Regions from separate parts of the Podarcis muralis genome. Here region 2 is linked to region 1. Evidence: chromatin contacts called from public Hi-C data. All regions are on one chromosome and are shown on one strand. The core of a region is the stretch at or near the end of the contact, and the rest is flanking DNA. Distances in the headings are between cores, read along the strand shown.

Evidence for each region. Hi-C and Micro-C count contacts between places; a contact is called where the count stands out from the background.
Region 2: a contact with region 1 is called in a Hi-C map of tail, with 4 times the contacts expected there. The contact joins the promoter of MTFR1 here to the promoter of MYBL1 in region 1. A contact is called at or near these places in 2 of 3 Hi-C or Micro-C datasets (blood and tail).

The regions. Positions count from the first base shown.
Region 1 is chr8:34,555,506-34,561,338 of rPodMur119.hap1.1, reverse strand. It overlaps MYBL1 (MYB proto-oncogene like 1), which reads right to left and starts at 2,992. Exons shown (of 16, transcript XM_077932955.1): 1 at 1,809-2,992; 2 at 143-306. The coding sequence starts at 204. It overlaps TRNAY-GUA (transfer RNA tyrosine (anticodon GUA)), which reads right to left and starts at 2,810; the gene lies at 2,718-2,810.
Region 2 is chr8:34,864,527-34,870,543 of rPodMur119.hap1.1, reverse strand. It overlaps MTFR1 (mitochondrial fission regulator 1), which reads left to right and starts at 4,622. Exons shown (of 8, transcript XM_028736836.2): 1 at 4,622-4,816. ARMC1 (armadillo repeat containing 1) reads right to left here and starts at 2,378. Exons shown (of 7, transcript XM_028736838.2): 1 at 2,102-2,378.

The DNA.
Region 1 (5,833 bases), core at 1,743-4,242:
TTGGTGGTGGTGGTGTTCCTCCAGAGCAGATTTGGGGGTGGTGTGGAGTGCACATAGGGAGAGGAAAAGGGGTGAAATCTCACTGCAAAAGCACAACTATTTAGTTGAATGCTACCCCATGGTTTCAACATTGAAAACAAACCTTAGAAAGAACATTACTGCTCTGCTTTGTAAAGGGGTATGGCAGGGTTGAGCCTTGCACATACAGTAATAAATCTTATGTTATATACATTGAAAGCTAGGAGACGACTCAGATGTTTAGGATAGCAGTTGGGCAGTTCTTGATGCTTCATTTGTCTTGTTTTTCTGCTAAAAAAATAAAAGTTTTGACAAAACAAAGAACAAGAAATACTGCTTAACACTACATTTGAACCAGGCCATAATATCCCATTTTAAGCCATGTTCACATTCAAAAAATCATTCACATTAGACTTAGTCTGTCCATTTTTACTTGGACATAAGTCCCACTGATTTCAAAAGTGGCTTATTTCCAAATAATTGGGCATAAGATAGTTGGCTAGCATTTCCAGAGTTGCAAATAAAACTAATAAACACAGAATTAAAATTGAGCCCACAAGTGTGTGCATGTGAACACATGAGAGAAAAGTAACAGACTGCCAATTCAAACTAAACTAAAAAAATAATCCAGTTTCAATCATTTTTAATATTCTAATGAAAGTAAAAAGGCAGTTTTATGAATGTCAAAGCCATTAGCACACTACCCAAACTGCATTTGTAAGATCCATTGTTAACTTTAATCTGATAGATAAGTAATTCCACAGTACAGTAGTTCTTCTATCCTCTATCCTGGATATCTAGTTTGATACTGTACATAAACTATCTACACCAGAATGAAATTATTACACATTCTTGTTTTATCTGTATGTTAATTCTATGATCACACAGGGTGTAAATTTCAGAGTGATTTGTTGTAGAAATATGAAAAAAATGTTTGTACGAGAATAAAACACACTGTACATGTCTTTATATGCAGGCAACACTCTCTCTCTTGTCAGGTCCTTAAGGTCAACATGGACATTGCTTTCCTTCCCGTTGCAGCCCCCCCCCCCCCGCAACAACAATAATTAGCTTTCTACCTTGCCTTCCCAAGGAAGAAAACACAGTGCCATGTCTCATTTAGTAACAGCTGTACAATCTACTATTCTCATACAGAGGAAGGATTAAAAAAAAAGAAAAAACCACTGTATCGACACTACAGTAAATCAGCGACAGAGGGAATTACCAGGATAAGAGGACATGAATTACCAATATGAAAGGCTCTTTTGTCATTGTTATGTGACTCGATGCCAAAACACAAAAACAAAGAAAATAGGGTGGAGCCCAGAGGGCAGTATAAATTTCCAAAGGGGAAGAAATCCGAGTGTTGGAATAGTGCTGTAGCTGGGGGCAAGGTGGAGAACCAAGTGAAAAGATTACTACTGGATACCCGAGAATCAAGTGAAAAGATTACCACTGAATACACAAGATTCTGTGTCCCCTTGTGCTCTGTGAATAATATTAATGATGTCGGGGGGGGGGGGGGAGACACCTTAATTGGCATTGGGAAGATGCACTCAGGTCGAGGCGCTGGGGCGCAAGAGTGAATGGACCAAAGGATCCGATGGTCAGGGCACGTGGAAACAGCAGCGAGGATCTCCTGAGGCGAGGGGATCTGTGGAGACGGCCGGAGGGCTGTCAGGAGCCCCCTGTTCCAGGGGATCGACAGGGCTCAGGTTCCCCAAAGGTCCCGGGCAGCAGGCAGGGCGCTGGGGAGGGGGCGATCGGGAGGGTCTGCGGGGGCCACTCACCTGCGCGGCCTCTTCGCCATCCTTGGCGCGCACCATAAGGAAGGCGAGAAGAAGGGAGCGCGGCTGTCACCACCGGCCAAGGCGCGCAGCCCCCAGGGGGCGGGGAGGGGGGCGCGGCTGCCTTTCAGCCCCGGCCGCGCCTCGCCCCCCGCATGGGGAACATGGCCTTACGCCCAGCGAAAGGGATGGGAAGCCGGGCTCCAAGTCCCCCGCCTGGGGCCTCGCTCGGCTGTCACGGCTCGGAGCTCCTCCGGCAGGGCTGCTTTGCCCCAGGCGCCGCCGCCGCCTCCACCCTCGCTGGCTCCTTTCTCTTCTTTTTTTTGTCCCTGCCGCCGAATCTCGCGCCCAGCCTCTTTCCAGAGCCGCCGTTTGAATCTGCGCACGCGGACTGCTACGCCATTGGCTGCTCCAGAAAGCACGCGACCAAGCAGGGGGGCTGGTGCGAGGGAGGAGGGGGAACGGCCAGTAAGGGGAGAGAGGTGGCGGGATATGGAAAGGAGCCGGAGGAGGGGCCGAGGGCGGGCTAAGGCGCAAGGCATGCTGGGGGAGGGAGTCCTTTCGCCTCCCAGGGCTTGTGAGGGGACAAAACGACCGAAACGAAAACGGCCCGTATTTAAGGGCAGTAGCCAAAGGCAACTCACGAACGGGCAAAATACCCTCTGCGATATGTACGGAGTCAGCCTGTTGTGCCGCTTTCCTTTTCCCACACGTTAAAAGTAGCGAGAATCCGTATACAAGACTGGGTACTCATGAATTCGCCTTTCTCGGGAGAGAAAAATATATATTAATTAACGATAATACAATTGCCTTAAAAAACAAACAAACACGGCATTAAGAAAAGGAATGAATAGCAACACTGCGAAGAGATTTTATACCTGTCAGAGAAGGAAAAAAAGAAAAAGCAAGGTCTCCTTCGAGCCGGAATCGAACCAGCGACCTAAGGATCTCCGTGTGGAGCAGCGCCTCTACAGTCCTCCGCTCTACCAGCTGAGCTATCGAAGGGACGTTGAGTTCGCTGCTTCTGTTTTCTGTATACAAGGTTTCAGTACAACTGCTGGAGGGAAAAACTGCACTGGCTAACGCATTTCCAACTCTTCATTGGCATTTATCACTGTGTTTATATATTATTAACGGCCGCGTATATAAACAATTTAAGATTAAGAGAGGGTGTCTTTTTTTAGGCTGGTTCTGACGGCAATAGATATAACCATGCTACTGGCCAATAGTTCTATAATATCTCTAAAAAGTCATTTCAGTAGTCGACAGTAAATGTGAATTCAGGGGCGGCCTTAGGCCACCTGAGCTCAGCCGATGCGTTTTTTGATGTACACTCTGCTGCAGTGAGAAGCAAAAAGCAAGCGCCTGTAACATCCACCCCTTCCAATGTTCTATTAGTTTTTGGGGTACTAACTACAAAAATTATCTTCCTTCAATTAGCTTTAAAGTACTGTATGTTTCTTTTTCAACTTCAATGTCATTTGTGCTATGTAGCTAGTTCACTTCAAATACAACCAACGCTAGCACTATATAAATTATTGTATAAATTACAATAAAATAAAGCTGTAAGGGGTAAGCTGGATGGCTTATTTTATTTTATTATTTTTAAAGATAAAAATAATGGATATTCCAAAATAAATTATGCTTACTGAGCTAGGATATTCCAATAATGGATATTCCAAAATAAATTATGCTTACTGAGCTTACTGAGCTACAAAACAGAAAACTTATTAGAAGTAAAATGTGTGACACATCTGTTGTGTTACATAGTGCGCTGCTACTACTCAGAATGTGGCTTTTTGACCTTTGGCTTGTGCAAATGCAGAGAGATGAGGGAGCCTCTCATCCGCCATGGATCACATTCTGATGTGCTTCAGTTGTGAGAAGCTGCACTCACCGCTGGCAACTGTACCTTGAAGTGACAGGATAATTAGTAGTGCTACCCAGACATTCAGGAAAACACAAATGGAGATGATGTTGGCAAGTCATATGCACAGGATGTGACCTCGGTACAATGTGGTGCCCTTCCATAGCTGTCAACCTTCCCTTTCTTTGCGGGAAATTCCCTTATTCCAGCGTCGTTTCCCGCTGCTTCCCGCTGCTATCCCGGATTGTTAGATATCCCGTAGACTGTCCCTGGGACAGGTGAGGCTGCCGATCCCTTATTTTTGAGGCTGCTGATCCCTTATTTTCAAATCTGAAAGTTGACAGCTATGTGCCCTTCTGGGCCCATCATCTGAATCTGAAATCAAATCATGGTAGTTGTTGAAGCAAGGCTCCTTCTTCTAGCTGACAACAAGCCATTGTTGTCAGGACTCCCTCTTCCCTGTTTTCCTCAACTGTTTTCCTGCGTAACTGAGGAGCTTCAATATAACTCAGTTCTCCTGTGCCAGTTTTATTGTCCACTGAGGCTGCCATGGTAACCTTTGCTCCCTCTCCTATATTCTGGAGGCCCTTTCCCTTCCAATCGTAGCCTCCACGTCTGCTCTTCCTCTTCCTATCTAGGTATGACTGTCTTTTTAGATCTTTTCTGAACTTCCTATCTCCATGTGTGTGTGCCTGTGCCTCTCTGATTCTCCCTGTTCAGCTGCACAAAGCTGAGGCCTAGTCTGCCAAGTGAGCCCATTTGGAAAGAATGAGCCAGTGTCATGGGTGTAGCCAAGGGGCGACAGGGAGGGGCAGCTGCCCCCCCAATCAATAAAAATCAATAAAAAAGCTGAGGTTCTGTTCCCCCCAAACAAAAGCCTGCCCCCCCAACAAAAATCATGGCTACCCCCATGGCTAGTGTGCCTTCTCACTCTCATGCCCTCTGTACTTGCTCCTTTCTGAATGTATGTTGTGGGTGTATCAGTTTAGTTGTGGTTTTATTTAGCTAATTTTCTCACACTGCTATGCACAATACATATGTACTGTTGCTGACCTGGATTCACAGAATTGTAGGGTTGGAAGGGATTCCAATATCGTTTAGTCCATCTCTCTGCAATACAGTAATATGTACAGTAGTTGGCCCATATAGGCATTGAACCCATGACGCTGGCATTATCAGCACCATGCAATGGAACTAAAAGCCATTGAAGTGTTAAACGTGTCTATTTTGATTCATGTCAGTGTGCAATAAACAACCCCATTTTTATGACCTATATGAATTTACATTTCTTATTAGATCTGCCATGATGCACTACTGCCACTGTCCAAAAGTTCACAAGAGTTCTATAACAGGTGTCTACTGAGGAAGCTTGCTTACAGGATGTTAGAAGTGTTTGAATACTGAATCATTCAAAATGTTTTTCAGTAAGTGTTTGCAGCTTTGTGCAAATACTTGATAACTACATTTTTTCGATTTAGCAGTATTTCAACTACATTTTTTTTAATCTAGCAATATTTCAATTCCACATTTCCAACAACTGAGTCATGCATTTAGTGGAGGAACTGCAGCTGTTTAAAGTCTGCTGACTACAGATAAGGCTGTACTATGTTGCTCAATAAGCTGAAAGTTTCTAGTTGATATCCAAAATATTTTGACTATAGAACAGGATGCATTTTGTGAAGTTCTATTCTACTGCCTTTATAAAACAAACAAACAAAACAAAACCCTATTTTGACAGGATAGCTTGCAGTACAATACACATATATGCCTGCCAGGGAAACAGCAATACAGCCTCAGATGGATATTGTAACTCATGAATTATGGCCATTTCTATTTTTGAATGTTTCCTGCAGACTCATGAGTTACATGTTCCATAAATAGGATGGAGGAGTTTCCAGTATGGTCAGCTGAGAGGGGCATGAGGATGACAAGATGTTATTTAAACCACTAACCTATGGAAAGGCCTCAGCAAGTAAGCGTGAGGTGTGTAAACATCAACACTCTCAAGCCTTTCAGATGGAATTGGTAGCCAGTTTGTGCCAATGGAGAATCACTGCACTAGTCATAGAGATTACAGCTAACTCAAGCAAACTACAAATCCCTGTATGTTGCAGCATTCAAAGGTGTTCCCTAACAACAATTTGGCCCAGTGAGCCACTGC
Region 2 (6,017 bases), core at 3,373-5,872, 310 kb before region 1:
CATTGTGAACATAACATTTCATATACAGCTTTCAAAAGTGCCTAAAGGGACTATTATACAGTAAACAGAACAGAATTCTCTTGGGTAAGCAAATGAAGGCATGTGGTTGTTCAGGTCTTGACCAGTGCCCAAAGAGCTTCACGCAGCTTATGTATTTATCAGTTGCAATGCTGGATGGAATATGAAGGTATACAATCTCCATAAGGATCTAATTTCCAAAATTGTGCATTGGAATTATCATCTGAATAAAGGAAGCATGGCATGAGTAGTGGAAAGTTAACCTTCTCAACTGCTGCATGCCACCACCCCTGGCAAGACAAAACACAAAGCACTGCCGAAACCTAAATTCAATAACTAGATTATTATAATAGCAATTTTCAAACTTTGCTCCTGAGAATCCTCATATGCTTATCATAGGTTCATCAATTGAAAGAGCCATGATGACAGTCAAGGGATTGAATCCAACCAAGTCATACTCAGAGTAAACCCACTGAAACAGACTTGTTAATGATATCCAATTATTTGAATGAGTCTACTCTAAGTATGGCTAATGTTGACAACAACCCAAGCTTCCTAGACAGACAGCTTGCCTATTTCTCCCTGCATAGTATGAAGACATTGTTGAGTATAATCCAGGGTGCACTCACAGCTCACATGCAGCAACAATGAGGACCAATATGGCCGGTGTTCTCTATGAAATGTCTGTTCACCTTGGTAAACATGGTCCAGAATATTCTGAATGCACAAAGTTCTTGAGTGTTGACACCCTCAAGATCTGCAGCAGACAAAGCAATGCAGAAAGGGCTCATTGAAGGTGGAATTTGAAAACCACTGAGCTAAAAATATGAGCTAACTCCACCATGAATAAACTATTGAGAAATTAAACTGGTCTGGAAATCAGGGTATTTGTTTCCATGAAGCTAACTTCAAAAGCTGTGCTTAGGATCAACCCTAAATACTGTATGTGGCTTTTACTGAAATTGATGGTCCTTAGGGCCAGACAAATATTTGTGCTATTTACTGATTCAGAATTACACAAATATCACCAAAGAAACTTTATACAGCTTCTGACCACAACCTGAGCCAGAGACTGACAACATGCTCATATTAAGAATTATATGTGATTAAATAAAACAAATATGCCTAATCTATTTCACTGTTGTTGTTTTTTACTTATTTCAGTGCACAGCACAATCCTATATGCATGTTTATTCATAAATCCCACTCTGCCAGTAGGGCTTGCTCCCTGGTAAGCATGCACAAGTTCATACTCAAACTCTGCCAGGTGTATGCATGCCTTCTTAGAAGTCCTACTTGTTTCAATAGGACTTTCTTGCAAGCATATGCACAGTCTGATAAAAAAAAATCAAGACCCAAAGAAATCACTTTTGTTTCTCTTTTGAAAAACAAAAGCAACTCACCATATAGCACTGTGGCTATATTCAAACACCAAGTCTTAGATGCTTCAGCAAGCCTTTTCTAAAATGAAACAACCGTTAACCAAATAGTTAACCAAAAGTAAATCTAGCTCACTGCGATGGAACTTATTCCCAGATGTGGACATCCAAGGTGCTATGTTGGTCATTTGTACTATTTCACGTACTGGTTTGTATCGCAAAAATATCAGAAGTTCAGTACACAAGGGATTGCTACCTTACGCGCCAGCGCTTAAACCTCCTCCCCATTCCCTAGGGCCAGATAACTGAAATCAGCTTCTGCTGCAGTCATATCCCGTTACCTGGGAGGGCTGCCCATGGAACCCAATGGAATTTCTATCTGAGTCTCCACACAGTACCACACTTTAGGCTAGCAGGGACAAAGCCCCACTAAACGAAATTGGGCTTAATTCAGAGTAAACATACATAAGCTGATCCTGTGAGAGAAAGGCAGCCATTAGAAATCCCTGATGTTTTGGTGATTTAAAATAAGAGCTTGTGGTTGGGGTGGGAAGAGGTCAGGGGACTCTATGTTACCCTGCCCGGGGTCACTCTCCTTGGTCTGGCTTTCCCTGCCTTCAGGGGCCCAACAGCCCTTAACCCTCACCAGCCGCCTCCTCCCCACCGACTCCCCACTCCGAAGGTCCCCCATTCCCCGCCCTCACTTTCATAGGATGCGAAAGGGGAGGCGCTTTCTTGCTCCCGCCCCGCCAGAAGAAGGAACGGTCCAGGTCACGTATCTGCTGCCGCGGAGGCCGCCCTCGTGCGAAAGGAGGCCGGGCGGGGAGAAGGCGCTTTGCACCCCGGGGCGCCCGGCCAGAGGTCAGCAGGATTGGAACCTTCTACCCCCGGAGACAACATTCACCCAGCCAGGCGGGCGCTCACAGGTCTCCGGCACCTCGGCGATCCGGGGGACCCCATTGGCTGCAGCCGAAAGCACCTCCTGGCCAGTCGCGGCTCGCCTTGTTACGCGCGTCTCTAATTGGTGAAATGCGGCTGGCTGGACTTCCGCGGCATTGTGGGTTGGAGCCGGTGAGGCTTTTTTTTTTTTTTAAGGTGGACCTAAGAAACTACAAGTCCCAGGGAGACCATTCTCGGCGCCGTGAGCTTTCGCTGTCACGCGAGAGTATGGCGCGAGCGGAGTTGTAGGCGAAAAGGATAAACAGGGCGATTGTGTGAGCGCTTATGGGAAGCGAGTCCCGCTCCTGTTCAGCGGGATTTATTTGTGGGTGTTTCCACGGGGGTTTGCTACCGCAGGTTGAAAAGGAAGTGTTGCAGCGCAGTCCCGTGTATGTATATTCTGAAGTAAGCCCCGCTGCGTTGAATGGCTCTTCATCTCTAGTTTGGGAATGCAGGCAGCCTTATTAGCCAGTTCTACTCAGGAGTAAGTCGTATTGAATTGAATGGGGCTTACTCCTGGGCATGTGGGGCTTGGATAGCAGCCTTAATTTCCTCTTTCACCAGCATGCCGTGAGTCTGAAAAATAAACGAATTTTGGAGTACTTTATGAATAAAACCTTTTTTTCCACTCGTAAAAACCAAAAATATACATTAAAAAATGGAGCGTGGGGTGACCCTGTTCGCTACCCTTAGCTCCCTGGAGTAACGGCAGGGTAAAACTTCAATAGATAAACAATTACAAATGGGATCTGCTCCACAGGAGTGTTCTTAGGTTAGAGCAGGAAGAATTGAGGGGTGGGAGGAGAAGGCTCTGAAGTTTCCCCCTGCTGTACTATACAGTACATATAGCAATAGAGGGCTCCTAGCTCCTAACGTGGGTCCCTATATGAAATAAGAGGGGAGGTATCCAGTTCTGGAGAGTGGGAAAGAAAAATGGTATTGTCTTGAAACACCCCTTAAATTATTCCGGGGAGAGCAAGTCAATTCCCTCTCTTCCCCTGCTTTCCATCTTCCTTATTTTCAAACTGACAACATAAACAGCATTCCATTCTATCAGCTATCTTAACTGATAGAAATCAGGCAGACTTCCTAAGTCTTGAGTTTTTTTGCCATAAGACTTTAACAAATCAGTCAGGACCAGGGGGCGTTGTGGCAAAGCTGTTGCCACCCTGTTGGACTCCATCTAAAGTTGGACCACATCAAAGGAAGACTATGCGGTGTCTTGACTAGGATGCATTCTTCTGTATCAACATGCATTTTATCAATTTCCGTACTTATAAGACGTTTTATCAGTGGTATTTAACTCCCCATAAATTTATTGAGAAATGGGCTTTTTCTTGATGTATTGAAATAGGAAGTATAATGACAACACAGCCATACGTTGTTTTCAGTTTACTGTAAAGTTTTTAGTTGGGAATTTTCGTTACTGTACTGTATTGCAAAGTTATTGCTTACTGCAAACACACTGCAATCTTTAAAAATACAAATAATAGTAATAAAATACATTTTAAAAAGGAGGTAGATACCTGAATAGCTCAGTTGGTTACATCATGGTGCTGATAATGCCAAGGTTGCAGGTTTGATCCCCATATGGGACAGCTGCATATTCCTGCATTGCAGTGGGTTAGACACTAGATGATCCTCTGGCTCTCTTCCAACTCAACAATTCTACGATCTAAGCTTTAACTCTGTAAGTAGAGTGCAGTCTTTTGGGAGTTGGCCACCCCTGGTATAGGATAAGAACCCAAGCCTAAACATACTTGGGAGTAAGCCTCATCAAAGTACAGTAGTAGGAACTTAGGAAGCTGTCTTATACCTTAGACTTAGGCATGTTTAGGCTGCTCACAAGGCAGCTTACAAGGCATAAAATGCAATACAAATATATAATATAAAATCTAAACAACTACGTATTTAAAACAAACGCTTGACAGCGTATCAAGCCATATTATTGCACAGGGCTACTGCAGTCCTCAAATAATTTTTAATTTGCATATTGCAGCCCTTTTGATAACGACAGTACCGATAAAAGCGAGTTGCGAAATGCTACCGTCGTAGCGGACAGGGACCTAGTCCGGACGAGAAAAGAAACAACAGTTGTACAGCTTTACTACGCTCTGCTAAGTAATCATTGGCTGTTGTACCGAGCGCTCCGCATCGGCAGATGGCGCTCTCGCGCGATCCTTCAGTACTGTTCACGCGAAGAGCAAGAATTTCCCAGCGTGTCCGTAAACCAAGTCACCCGTCTTCTTTTCCGTCTCGATGGTAGACTAACGTCTTGTGACCCGGATAAGGCGGGAGCTGAAGCCTCACCTCCCGCAACGGCAAACGATGATTGGCCAAGAGCTGTAGCCGGTGCAGCTGGAGGATTGGTTGTTGAAGGAGACGGGCGGGGGAGAGATGAGCGTGTGTGGGAATGAACTGCCGGGACTTGGCGGCTGCTGAGGTGACTGAGAAAGGAGTATTACCGGCAGGGCGAGGCGGTGAGTCTGAGCGGCGAGGGCGGCGCCCTCTCCGTTCGTGCTGCGGTCCCGGGGTCCGCTGCTGCGGTTTTAGCCCTTCGCGCGGCGCTTGGTACGGGAGGGGCTTTTGAACCGGCTTCGGAGGGGGCTGAGGGAGAAGTTGGCCGTCCGGACTTGAGGATGCCCACACAGGCGCCTGAGGGGAACCGCCAATCCCGGCCCGGTGCGGCTGGGGGTGGGAGCGAGTGGCTTGGCGGGGGCCGCTGCCCCAGAGCTCCGAGTGCCGCTTAGTCCCAACAGTTCGTTGAGAGCACTGTTGCTTTCCCTCCTCTTTTCCTAAAAGCGGGCCTTGATCCGAGGCACACTCCAACCTGGGAGCAGGTAGCACTGTAGCGCTAACAGTAAAAAAAAAAAAAAAATGGGGGCGAGGGTGCCTCTGAGCATGTGCAGTGCCCCCCCCCCCCTTTGAGTAATCGCAACTCGCCATCGCGTTGTCGAGGAATAAGGGCACAGAGTAGGCAGAAAAGCCTGATTTCCAGGGTTAGGCCTAAATCTGGCCGCTCCTTGGGTTACAAAATAGGCACTGTTTTTTTGTTTTTGTGTTTTTGTTTTTTTGGGGGCTGGGTTTTTTTTTCAGGAGTCAAGTGAAAGGTCAAAATGCTCCGCCGTCTGAGTTCTCTCTTTGTCTCCGGTGTGAGGACACTGGTTAGACAGCGGCTAACCTTGAGAAGCTCTGTTCTTTTCTCCTACTGCGTCCTAGTAAACAACACTGTGGGCCATCGTTGCTAGCACTTTGAAACTTGCCTACCTGTGCCAGCTCAGTGGTGACTTCTGTAAACAAAAAGCAGAGGCGGGGAAGCAAGGCATTTTGACTTTTTTGTCGAGCCTGAGATCAAGATTTGTTTTTGCCATATTTGAATACATTGACACACACACACATCAAAAACTTGTATCTAACATAGCTAGACCTAGTTCATTCTGGTGCTTCTGGAGCTATATAAAAACAAGTTGTGCAGAGAATAATAGTGTGTAGAAAACATAGTTGCATTTAGGTGGAAGTCATTTAGAAATTGCAAGTTACTGTCTTCTAATGCTGATGGGGAAACCCAGTCACATGGGTAGGGTATAAATAATAAAATAATAAAATTATTATTATTGAGACAAGTATTTTTAAGGTGACATAAAAATGAGGACTCTTTGTTCTTCAGGATTGTGTGTTCTG